2 separate regions of the Ovis aries genome follow, and region 2 is linked to region 1. Evidence: chromatin contacts called from public Hi-C data. All regions are on one chromosome and are shown on one strand. Each heading gives the region's core, a stretch centred on a gene start, on an enhancer-like site or on the middle of the called end of the contact. The rest is flanking DNA. Distances are from core to core; before and after follow the strand shown.

What was found. A called contact is a pair of places that touch in the nucleus more often than the background predicts.
Region 2: a contact with region 1 is called in a Hi-C map of hypothalamus, with 4 times the contacts expected there. The contact joins the promoter of CDC6 here to the promoter of CSF3 in region 1. A contact is called at or near these places in 6 of 16 Hi-C or Micro-C datasets (blood, hypothalamus, liver and 3 more).

Annotation. Positions count from the first base shown.
Region 1 is chr11:40,079,124-40,084,521 of ARS-UI_Ramb_v3.0, forward strand. CSF3 (colony stimulating factor 3) reads left to right here and starts at 2,113. Exons shown (of 5, transcript XM_042256712.2): 1 at 2,113-2,244; 2 at 2,347-2,501; 3 at 2,885-2,992; 4 at 3,183-3,284; 5 at 3,486-4,460. The coding sequence starts at 2,232. The coding sequence ends at 3,650.
Region 2 is chr11:40,284,361-40,289,633 of ARS-UI_Ramb_v3.0, forward strand. It overlaps CDC6 (cell division cycle 6), which reads left to right and starts at 2,477. Exons shown (of 12, transcript XM_060395597.1): 1 at 2,477-2,713; 2 at 3,545-3,735; 3 at 4,526-4,807; 4 at 4,932-5,131. The coding sequence starts at 3,558.

The DNA.
Region 1 (5,398 bases), core at 863-3,362:
TTCACCATTCCGGCCACCCTTGTTAGAATCAGCATTTTCTGAGCCAAACATCAGACACAGCTGCACTGTAAGCGAAAATTAAAGTTTGGGTCCAGAGCTGGCCTGGTCCCAGGTGAGGAAGGCGGAACGCAGAGACTCGATAGCTAAGAGCTGAAGACTCTGGCACAGGGCAGACCTTGGCTCTGCTATTTTGGGACACGTCATTTAACCTCTTCAAGATCAGATTCATCTTCTGTAAAGGGGGAGATCTTTCTGGTAATTTTGTCATAAGGTTTATTAAAAGAGTGCATTTGCCAATGTGCAGGAAGTGTTCCTTGGACTGCAAGGAAATCAAACCAGTCAATCCTAAAGGAAATCAACCCTGAATATTCATTGGGGGGACTGATGCTGATGCTCCAATACTTTGGCTACCTGATGCAAAGAGCTGCCTTACTGGAAAAGACCCTGATGCTGAAAACACTGGAGGCAGGAGAAGAGGGTGCCAGAGGATGAGATGGTTGGATGGCATCATGGACTCAATGCCCAAGAATTTAAGCTTCGGGAGACTGCAGAGGACAGGGAAGCGTGGTGTGCTGCAGTCCGTGGGGTTGCAAAGAGTCGGACAAGATCTAGCGACTGAACAACAACGGGGAGTGCCCAACACATTATCTGGGGTGGGCTGTGCACTCTGGAGGTTAAGGCGAGGGAGAGAAGGCATGATTGTGAGAACTCTTGCCCTGACTCCCAACAGTTCTGTTAAATTCACTCTTCCCATGAAGGTGGGCATAGAACTAGGCTTAATCAGTGTCCTGGCCTAAGGTAGAGTCAGGGCCAGGGCTGTCCAGCAGGGCCAGGGCTGTCCAGCGTGGCCAGGACCAGAAGCAGGACATGAATTGATTCATGGTTGTTGGCCCTGCCAGCTGTGACCACCAGAGGGCACCCCCACCCCAGAGATGGCCTGGACCAGTTAGACACACCCACTCCTCTTCCCAAGACTGTTAAGGCACCTGGTGGGCTTAACTGGGAGAGAAAGTGACAGTCTCAGATGCAGTCGGCCACACTGCCCCAGGCAGGCCCCATGGCCTATGGAAAACGCTCATACTGGAGGCAGAGGTCTGGGTTATAACTCCAACTCTGCTATCCATGACCTTGGGCGAGCCTCTTCATTCACTGACCCAGTTCACAGTGTTGGAACAGACGCCTAAAGTTCTCCCAGCCTGGACAGCGCGTGGTTCTTGGGTTTGAGGCCAGGAGGTTTCTTCTTTCTCACCCCAGCCCTTCTCCCCTCAGGGCAGCACACACTCGCCCGCTGGCAGTGAACCCCGCCAGGGAAGCCACCTGTCCCAGACCCTCAACTCCAAAGTGCTGAGGCACTGGCCGGGGGTGGGGGTGGGGGGCGGTCAGTGCAAGAGGAGGAGGAGGGACAAGGTCAGGTGACCCAAGAGCCTCGAAGGGTCTTGCTTCATCCGGGACAGACATCCGGTTTCCTCTGGTCTCTGCCAGGATTCCGGGGGCAAAGGGATGAGTCATGGGGGGATTGGGGAGTTCCCAGCTAATCAGTTCAGGATGGAGACCGGGAGGATGCCCATCAGAGTGTGGGGTGGGGACAGGCGGCCGGACCCCAACGTCCCTACCTCAGGCCTCTGGCCCCTCAAGAGGGCAATCAGAGAGGCGATCTCTATCGCCTGGGACCTGGCGGGATAGAAATGAGGAAACTAGCTTCTTCCTTCTCCAAATTGGGGGCCTAGGGAGCAGGTGGCTTAAGGATCCCGAGAGAGTGGCTAATGGGGCTGACCCAGGAGATATGCCAGGGGAGGGAGGGACGGAGGAGGGCCCCAGGCCTGCCTCTTCCTTGAGGTTCAACCAGACTCCAGCCTCCCGGCCTTTTATCATTAGCTCAGTTTGGTTCAGAGGTTTAGTTCAAACACTCTGGGGCAATTCAGACCTGGGTGGGGCTGAGGGGAGGAAGGGAGTTTGAGGGGGGCAAGACGTCAAAGAAGAATCAGAGATTCCACAATTTCACAAAACTTTCGCAAACACTTTTTTTTGGTCCCAACCCCCCTGCATTGTCCTGGACAACAAATTTGCATAAAACTTGGGAAGCTATTACTAAGCGTTAGTCGCAGCACCAGGTAATTTCCTCCCAGGCCTCCATGGGCTTGAGTATAAAGGCCCCCGGAGCTGGTCCCTGACAGAACCCAGAACCTACAGCCTCACCCAGACCCTTGGCTGAGCCTTCTGCCCAGAGCCCCATGAAGCTGATGGGTGAGTGTCTGGGTCCTGGGAGGGGAGAGCTGTGGCAGCGGGCAGGGATGCCTGGGCTTCCAGAAAGGTCTGCACTTCTCCTGAGCCCCTGTCTGCTCCCAGCCCTGCAGCTGCTCCTCTGGCACAGCGCGCTCTGGACGGTGCACGAAGCCACCCCCCTTGGCCCTGCCCGTTCCCTGCCCCAGAGCTTCCTGCTCAAGTGCTTAGAGCAAGTGAGGAAAATCCAGGCTGATGGCGCCGAGCTGCAGGAGAGGCTGGTGAGTGAGGGAGGCCAGCGTGGGGACAGGGAGGGGACAGATGCTGTAGCAGGGCAGGGAGGGAAGGAGGCGCAGGGGGGGAGCTGAGGGAGAGAGCAGGGCTGAAGGGCAGCGTGGGAAAGGGCAGCAGGAAGGGACACACGGTGAGAGAAGACACTGGGGGAAAAGGAGAATCAGGAGAGGCCCAGCCCGGAGGGCGGCTGGCGAGGAACTGGGGGAAGAGCCTCTAGTGCTGGGAAGGGTCGGCTGGGAGCTTGGATGGAAGAAGGGGGCTGAGAAGCCTGGCAGGACGGGTGGGGAGGCGGAGATGTGGGGGTGGAGAGGTGGGGGCGCTCGGGGAGGAGGAGGAGCTGGCCCCTCACCCAGCATCCCTCCCACCGCAGTGTGCCACCCACAAGCTGTGCCACCCGGAGGAGCTGGTACTGCTCGGGCACTCTCTGGGCATCCCCCAGGCTCCCCTAAGCAGCTGCTCCAGCCAGTCCCTGCAGCTGGTGAGTGTCCCAAGGGGAGAAGGGAGATGAGGGGGCGGAAGGGTAGGCTGACCTGGAAGGCTCCCCAGTTCTCTAGGCTCCACGCAGGGGCCCTGAGGGGAGCATCCCAGGCGGCGTCCCCTGACTCTCCCACCCGACCCCCCAGACGAGCTGCCTAGACCAACTGCACGGCGGCCTCTTTCTCTACCAGGGCCTCCTGCAGGCCCTGGCGGGCATCTCCCCAGAGTTGGCTCCCACCTTGGACACACTGCAGCTGGACGTCACCGACTTTGCCACCAACATCTGGCTGCAGGTGAGTCTCGTTGGGAGCTGGTCCCCAAAGGTAGTGCTGCAAGCCTGGGGCCCTGGAGTTCTCTAGGGCGGAGCCAAGTCCCTGGACCTGGTTCTTGTCCTGGCTCCACTGTGAACCCTGGATCTTCCACAGCCCATCAGCCCCCGGCCTTCCCTCCCTGTGCCAACTTGCCCTGACTGCTGACCTCATCTTCCCCCACAGATGGAGGACCTGGGGGTGGCCCCTGCTGTGCAGCCCACCCAGGGCACCATGCCGACCTTCACGTCGGCCTTCCAGCGCCGAGCAGGAGGAGTCCTGGTTGCTTCCCAGCTGCAGCGTTTCCTGGGGCTGGCATACCGTGGCCTGCGCTACCTTGCCGAGCCCTGAGCACAGCTCTTCCCCTCTTGTGTATTTATCTCTGTATTTAATATTTATGCTTATTTAAATCTAATATTTAAAGACAGGGAAGCACAGAAAGGAGCCCCAGGCTCCTGGGTCCTTCCTTCCACCTCCATGTGGGGAAAACTCCCCGTCTTGTGTACTGGGACTGGGAGGGAGTTGGTAAATACCAAGTATTACTTCTTGTAGCTGCTCCAGGTCTGGCTCCGCTGTGGGTTCTGGGGAAAGCTGCAGTGAACCCCTACCCTGAGGGTGCCCTCCTCGGGGCCCTTGGAAGCATCGGGAAGTCTCCCAGGTGGGAGACGAGACAGCCCTGTTTAATATTTAAACAGCAGTGTTCCCCGACTGGGTCCTTGCCCCCTGGCTCCAGCCCTGCATTCGGGCATGAAGCCCAGCAGAGGCAGCTGGAGTGGGATGCTTGACCCTGGGGTCCCATGAATTTGCTGGGGAAACTTCTTCTTTTTAAGACTTTTTTCAGGCACATTTTGACTCCTCGTGTGGGGAGCCCAGGCATCAGTGACGCCTCTTGTTTTTCTGGATGCGCTATAGACGCCATGAGGCTCATGACCTTGCTCCAACCCACCGGGGTTGGGGTCAGGATTCTGACTCTCTTTCGGGCTAGGCAGATGGTCGTGTGTCTCTGCCTTGCTGGGTGAGACTGGGAACATGGAAAGGAAAGATGAGGGGGCTTGTGTGACGAGGTGAGAGAGAAACACTCAACTGTTCACTTTCCACCCCGGCCCCCACTTTCTCCCTGTAGCCAAACTTCACGATAATAAAGTGTTTGTCTCCAGTAAATGGCCTTCCTCCTTCTTGAGTCCAGCTGGTGCCTGGCCAGGGGTTGCGGGTGGGGAGTTGAATGGCGGGCGAGGCCCAAGGGAGGGAAGAGGAGGTACGGTCATTCCTTGACACCCACTTGGCATAGACGCCAGGCCGGGTGCTGGGCGCGGAGTTAATGAGGCAGGCGTGGTCCCTGCCCTCGAGGAGCCACGGCCTAGTGGCTGGACAGGAAGCAGATGGGTCAGCAGTACCGGGAGAGGAGAGAGTGGGCTGGCGGTGCTCAACAGTCCAGACGCAGATGGACGTGGGCCTGATGCGAGGAGGATTTAGTATTCGCTTCGGTCTACCACCTTCCATAAACCTTCCCCCTCCTGTGCTCACAGCTGCCCATAAAGATAGGATTATGAAGGGCCTTTTACAGACCAGGGAGCTGAAGTCAGGGCGACAGCTTGGATCAGACCCCAAATTCCAGGCTCTGCGCTTCTCTCCCTCGTTGAGCTCTGCTTCTGACCTGGCGGGGAGCCCGCAGCCTGAACTCACATCTGGGGAGGCTGGAGGGGCCGCTTCACAGCACAGGTCCGAGGCAGACCTCTCGGCCAAGGAGGCACATGTGCTTCTGGGCTGCTACCACCAGACCCAGGACACCCAGATAGCCAACCAGTCCCCGGGTCCCCTCTCAAGATTCTCATCCGCGGCTCAAGTCACCTCCCACTCCCCTTCCCCACTGGCTCCTCAGAAGCAGGGTCAGGCTGAGGGGGCTGGAATCCCAGCTGTGCAGCTCAGGGTGCCCTCCCCCCTGCGGTTGGTCCTGAAAAAACCAGGGCTTGGAGATGTGGGACACAGGCAAGGAAGGGTTAAACAGAGCTCCTGCCCTCATCCCCCGTGGTTCCTCACCCCCCTCACCCCTCATCCCCCAAGTCAGTCCTCCTCCGGAGAGGAAACTCCGGGCCAGTGAG
Region 2 (5,273 bases), core at 1,227-3,726, 210 kb after region 1:
GGTGGGTTGTTCACCACCATCCCTTAAAAGCTCGCTGGGCACTTGTTACCGTTGGTTATGAAGGACAATTTTTAGGTGCCCAGGTTATAGAAATAAATATCAAGAATGGAAGTTGCTTCCTAGGTTCTATTGCCCTATTAAGAGATCAGAAATACCAGCTGGTAAAAAAGCCTCGATTCTATGGTAACACTTTCTCTATTTGTGGCAGCCTATACCCTTCATTCTTACAGTGTTCATCTCCTAGAAAGCCTTCCTCAAATGTGTTCCCTTGCCCTCTCTCTACTATAGGATCTGCATCTGTCTATTGGGTTCCCTGGTGGCTCAGCTGGTAAAGAATCCGCCTGCAATGTGGGAGACCTGAGTTCAATTCCTTGGTGGGGAAGAGTCCCTGGGGAAGAGAATGTCTACCCACTTCAGTATTCTGGGCTGGAGAATTCCATGAGGTCTCAAAGAGTTGGCCATGACTGAGCAACTTTGACTTTCTATTACTCCTTGGATGTTTTAAGTGGTTAGGAGTTTGATCTCCTTTCAGACTTCCTGGGTTCGAATTCCAATTCTTCTACTCACTAGTTGTGTGATCTTGGGCACATCTCCTCAACCTCTCTAATTTCTGTCTCCTTATTAGTGAAATGGAAATAATTACAACTTCATGGGGTTCCTATGAGAATTAATAGGGTGATATAGGTAAAATACCAGAGCTCAAAGCCTGACATACACATAAGTATTGGCTTTTATACCCTATATGAATCAACTACAACTAACTTGATTGTAATATTGTTGTTTTCCTATTACTTGCTTTTATTGCTCTATTTCATTTGATATAGAAGGATGAGAGATAAATGCTTACCATCACCTAGAATATGGGTTTTGGTTTTTAATGGCGCCTGAGGCTTAACTGGGTTATTAGCTTTGGAAGCTGGTCTGTAAATTGCTGCTCTAATTTATATTTTTTCATTAAAAGCTCAGCTTGCCTCTTCTATAGAGGTCGTCTCTGGTCCTGAAACCCTTGTATTTAGCCATTAAAAAATATTTTTAAATTAAGGGGCCATAATTCTCTCCACTCCCCCACATTGTGTGGATCAATGGGACTAGTAATGGGAAGGTACACAGAATATCATATTCTTATCTGTAACGAAATAAAAGCAAAGGCCTGGCCCTATTTCTTCATCTTTGAAACACAAATAAGGGGGCTAATGTGATGAAGTGCAGTGTTATTTATGCAGAGCTTTACAAAGAAACTGACTTTGGTACCAAATAATGATCCTGGGCCCTCAAAGCCACCAAAAATTTTGTGACCTCTAACCCTCAGCGGATTTGCTTTGTGCCTTGCAGTGTTGAGCATTAGTAAAGCACTTGGCATCAAACCTGGCACCCAGAATTGCCCAAATAATGGTAGGCATTGAGGCATTACTTTGCCGACAAAGGTCCATCTAGTCAAAGGTATGGTTTTTCCAGTAGTCATGTATGGATGTGAGAGTTGGCCCGTAAAGAAAGCTGAGTGCTGAAGAATTGATGCTTTTGAACTGTGGTGTTGGAGAAGACTCTTGAGAGTCCCTTTGGACTGCAGTTAGATCAAACCTGTCAATCTTAAATCAATCCTGAATATTCACTGGAAGGACTGATGCTGAAGCTGAAGCTCCAATACTTTTGCCACCGGATGCGAACAGATTCATTGGAAAAGACCCTAATGCTGGGAAAGATTGAAGGCAGGAGGAGAAGGGGATGACAGAGGATCAGATGGTTGGATGGCATCACCTACTCAATGGACATGAGTTTGAGCAAACTCCAGGGGCTGGTGATGGACAAGGAAGCCTGGAGTGCAGCAGTCCGCGAGGTCTCAGAGTCGAACACGACTGAGAGACTGAACTGATTAAATGATTATGTAGTAGCTCTCTGAAAATCTAGCCCGTTCAGTTCGGTTCAGTTCAGTCGCTCAGTCGTGGCCGACTGTTTGCGACCTCATGAACACGCCAGGCCTCCCTGTCCATCACCAACTCCCGGAGTTCACTCAAACTCATGTCCATCGAGTCGGTGATGCCATCCAACCATCTCATCCTCTGTCGTCCCCTTCTCCTCCTGCCCCCAATCCCTCCCAGCATCAGGGTCTAGCCCATTAGGATAATAAAAATAGGTACGTGCAACACTGAGAAAGGGCACGAGAACCAAAAAAGGGCGTGGGAATACAGTCGCGAGCTGCAAAGACTACATATCCCGCCGGGCTTTGCGGCGGGGCCAGCCGGACTCACTCGGCCTCGGCGCAACCGCGGGTCTTTCCGCAGAGGCCCCGGATGTAAAAGGACTTGTGGGCGTGGCCTCACTGTGGCGCTAAGACCTGGGGCTCTCTTATTGGTTGCGTACCCTCCGGCTTGATTGGCTGTGAAGGAGGGGGCTGCCTCCAAGGCGCGCGCTGCGCTCTGGCGACAGCCAATCAGAAGCGTGGCAGGGCTTTGGCGGGAGGCGGGAAAGCTGCGGCTGTGCAGATTTGGCGCGAGCGTGGCTGGGCTTTACTGCTGTCTGTGTGAGCTTTATCCAGCAGCTTGTCGTGGACAGTCCCTATAGTTGTCTGCCGGAGACGTGAGGAAGAGCCGGCACTGAGGTGACGCAGCCCTGTATGGTGGAAAGGAGAGGAGGCCCGGGTCCTCTCCTTGGGGGCGGCGGAGTTTGTGAGAGCCTGGGGCAAGGACCGCGGGAGGAGAGCTCAGATCTCAGGAAGGTGATGAGGTCGGGGTCGGGTAGCGAGGAATGCACCCTCGGAATGGTCTGACAGTTGTGCTGAGTGCGATATGAGGGCGATGTTCCCCGAACGTCTGGGATTCTGTGGGGCCGAGGTTGGACGGAGTAGGGACTGAGGGCTTGGGGAAGCCTATAAGTATGGAGGCTGCTGCGCTAAAATGGTGATAATGATCTACTCCGGGCCTGGAGCTAGAGAATTAGAAGTGCTATAGGCGCCAATTAAGATCAACTTCTTATTGCATGGCTTGAGTGGTTAAAAATTTGGGTTCTGGAGCCAGAATACCTGGTCTTATATCTTACTTTGCTATGATGTTGGGTCTCGCTGCCTCTCAGTTTTCTTATCAGTAAGAAAAGGATAATAGTACCTACCTCTAAAATGGTTCTAAAACTTAAATGAAAGTAAAAGTCGCTCAGTCGTGTCCGACTTTTTGAGACCCCATGGACTTACAGTCCGTGGAATTCTCCACCAGAATATCGGAGTGGGTAGCCTTTCCCTTCTCCAGGGGATCTTCCCAACCCAGGGATCAAATGCAGGTCTCTAGCATTGCAGGTGGATTCTTTACCAGCTGAGCCACAAGGGAAGCTTAGTAAATACCTAAAATACTTATGACAGCCTGTTATGTATAGTAGGTAGACAAGGTATTTCTTGTTGCATAGATTTGGATATGAACCAGAATTAAATGCTAAAATATTGTCATAACATAATCTGATTATGAAATGAGTGTTGATCATTGGTTTAAGTTCCATGTTAATTATTTTTCCTTCACTTTTACATATTGACTGGATGTCCCCTTCCTTTTTTTGTACCCAGCTGTGCTGCCATCATGCCTCGAACCCGTTCCCAGTCACAGGCTACAATCAGTTTTCCAAAAAAGAAACCGTCTCGGACAGTGGACAAAGCTAAAAGCTCCAGTGACACCAAACTAGAATTGACAAATGCCCAGGCTATCCTGCGTTCTTCTTGTGCAAAAATTCTGCCTCTTAGCCCCAGAAAACGTCTGGGTAAGATAGCCATTGTTTGAGTACTTTTTAACCGGTAGCTCTCAACCTCTTTCTTAATGATAAGATGACTTTGAAACAGCTTTCTAAGTACAATTAAGACGATTCTATTCCCTTTGGTTATTTTCAGAATGGTTGCTAACTGCTTACTGAACTTCAGAGTTAAGCTACTTTTGAAATCACTTTCTGAACTACTTCATAGGGCTGATCTTCAGTTCCTTAATACTGAGCTTGATTCTGTCACTGTCACTGTTCGTTATATAGTATTTTGAAACTTGCCTCAGTGGTTGTGAAATTATGAGAAACAGGTGACAATTCTTGTGGTTGATAATCCTTTCTTGTTTCTTTAAGTTTTCTTTTTTCCCTTTCTTGTTTCATTCAGCGCATCTATTTTTAATGAGGGGTGATTTGGTAGTATCTGGAGACATTTTTAGTTGTCATAACTGAGGGGATGCCACTGACAGTGGGTGCTGCTCACTATGATACAGTGCACAGGACAGTCCCCCACAATGAAAAATTATTTGGTCCAAGATATCAATGATGCCTAGGTTGGAAAGCCCTGTTTTAGAGCAATCCTAGAATTTCCTCCCATTAAAACCTCCACCAACTAGTAAGACTCAGTGGTGCCATCTGGTGGCCGATGTTTGCTTCTGGCTGAGAGGCATTTTATTTTGGTGATTCTGACCCTGGTAGAAATTCCATCCCCCTTTTGAGGGGCGGATGCAGAGATCTTTCCAAATCCTTTTACTGTCCACTGCTATAAGTGACCCATTCGGATTTTAATATGTTTCAGGTGATGACAACCTGTGCAACACTCCCCGTTTATCTCCCTGTTCTCCACCAAAGCAAGGCAAGAAAGAGAATGGTCCCCCTCGCTCACAGACATCAAAGGGACGCAGACTGGTATTTGACAATCAGCTGACAACTAAGTCTCCTGGCAAAAGAGAACGCACCAGAGTTCACCAAAACAAAATACATTCCTCAGTTCCGAAAGGTCAGGACATCACAACCGATTCTGAGCAGAGGTGTCCGCCGGAGAAAGAGTCTGCATGTCTGAGACTGTTCAAGCAAGAGGGTTGGTTCTTTCATGGCAGCTGTTAGTGCAGCCTCATAACCAAGGCTGGTGATTCCAAGTGAAAGGCGGTGGGTCTTCTCGGTACCCTCTGTTGTGTCTAATTGTCCTTTCATGTCTGGCACAGGCACTTGCTACCAGCAAGCAAAACAGGTCCTGACTACAGCTGTCCCGGATCAGCTGCCTGCCAGGGAAAAGGAGATGGATGTCATCAGGAATTTCCTAAGGGAGCACATCTGTGGGAAAAAAGCTGGAAGTCTTTATCTTTCTGGTGCTCCTGGAACTGGAAAAACTGCCTGCTTAAGCCGAATTCTGCAAGACCTCAAGGTACATTGAGAGTCTGAATTATGATGCTCTTGCTAAAATGACATCTGGTTATTAAGGGTTAAGAAAAAGTGGAAGTACTTCAGGGATTGCAGTTTTCTCCCAAATAAGACATTTTAAATTTCATTGTCAAAATCTTTCCAAA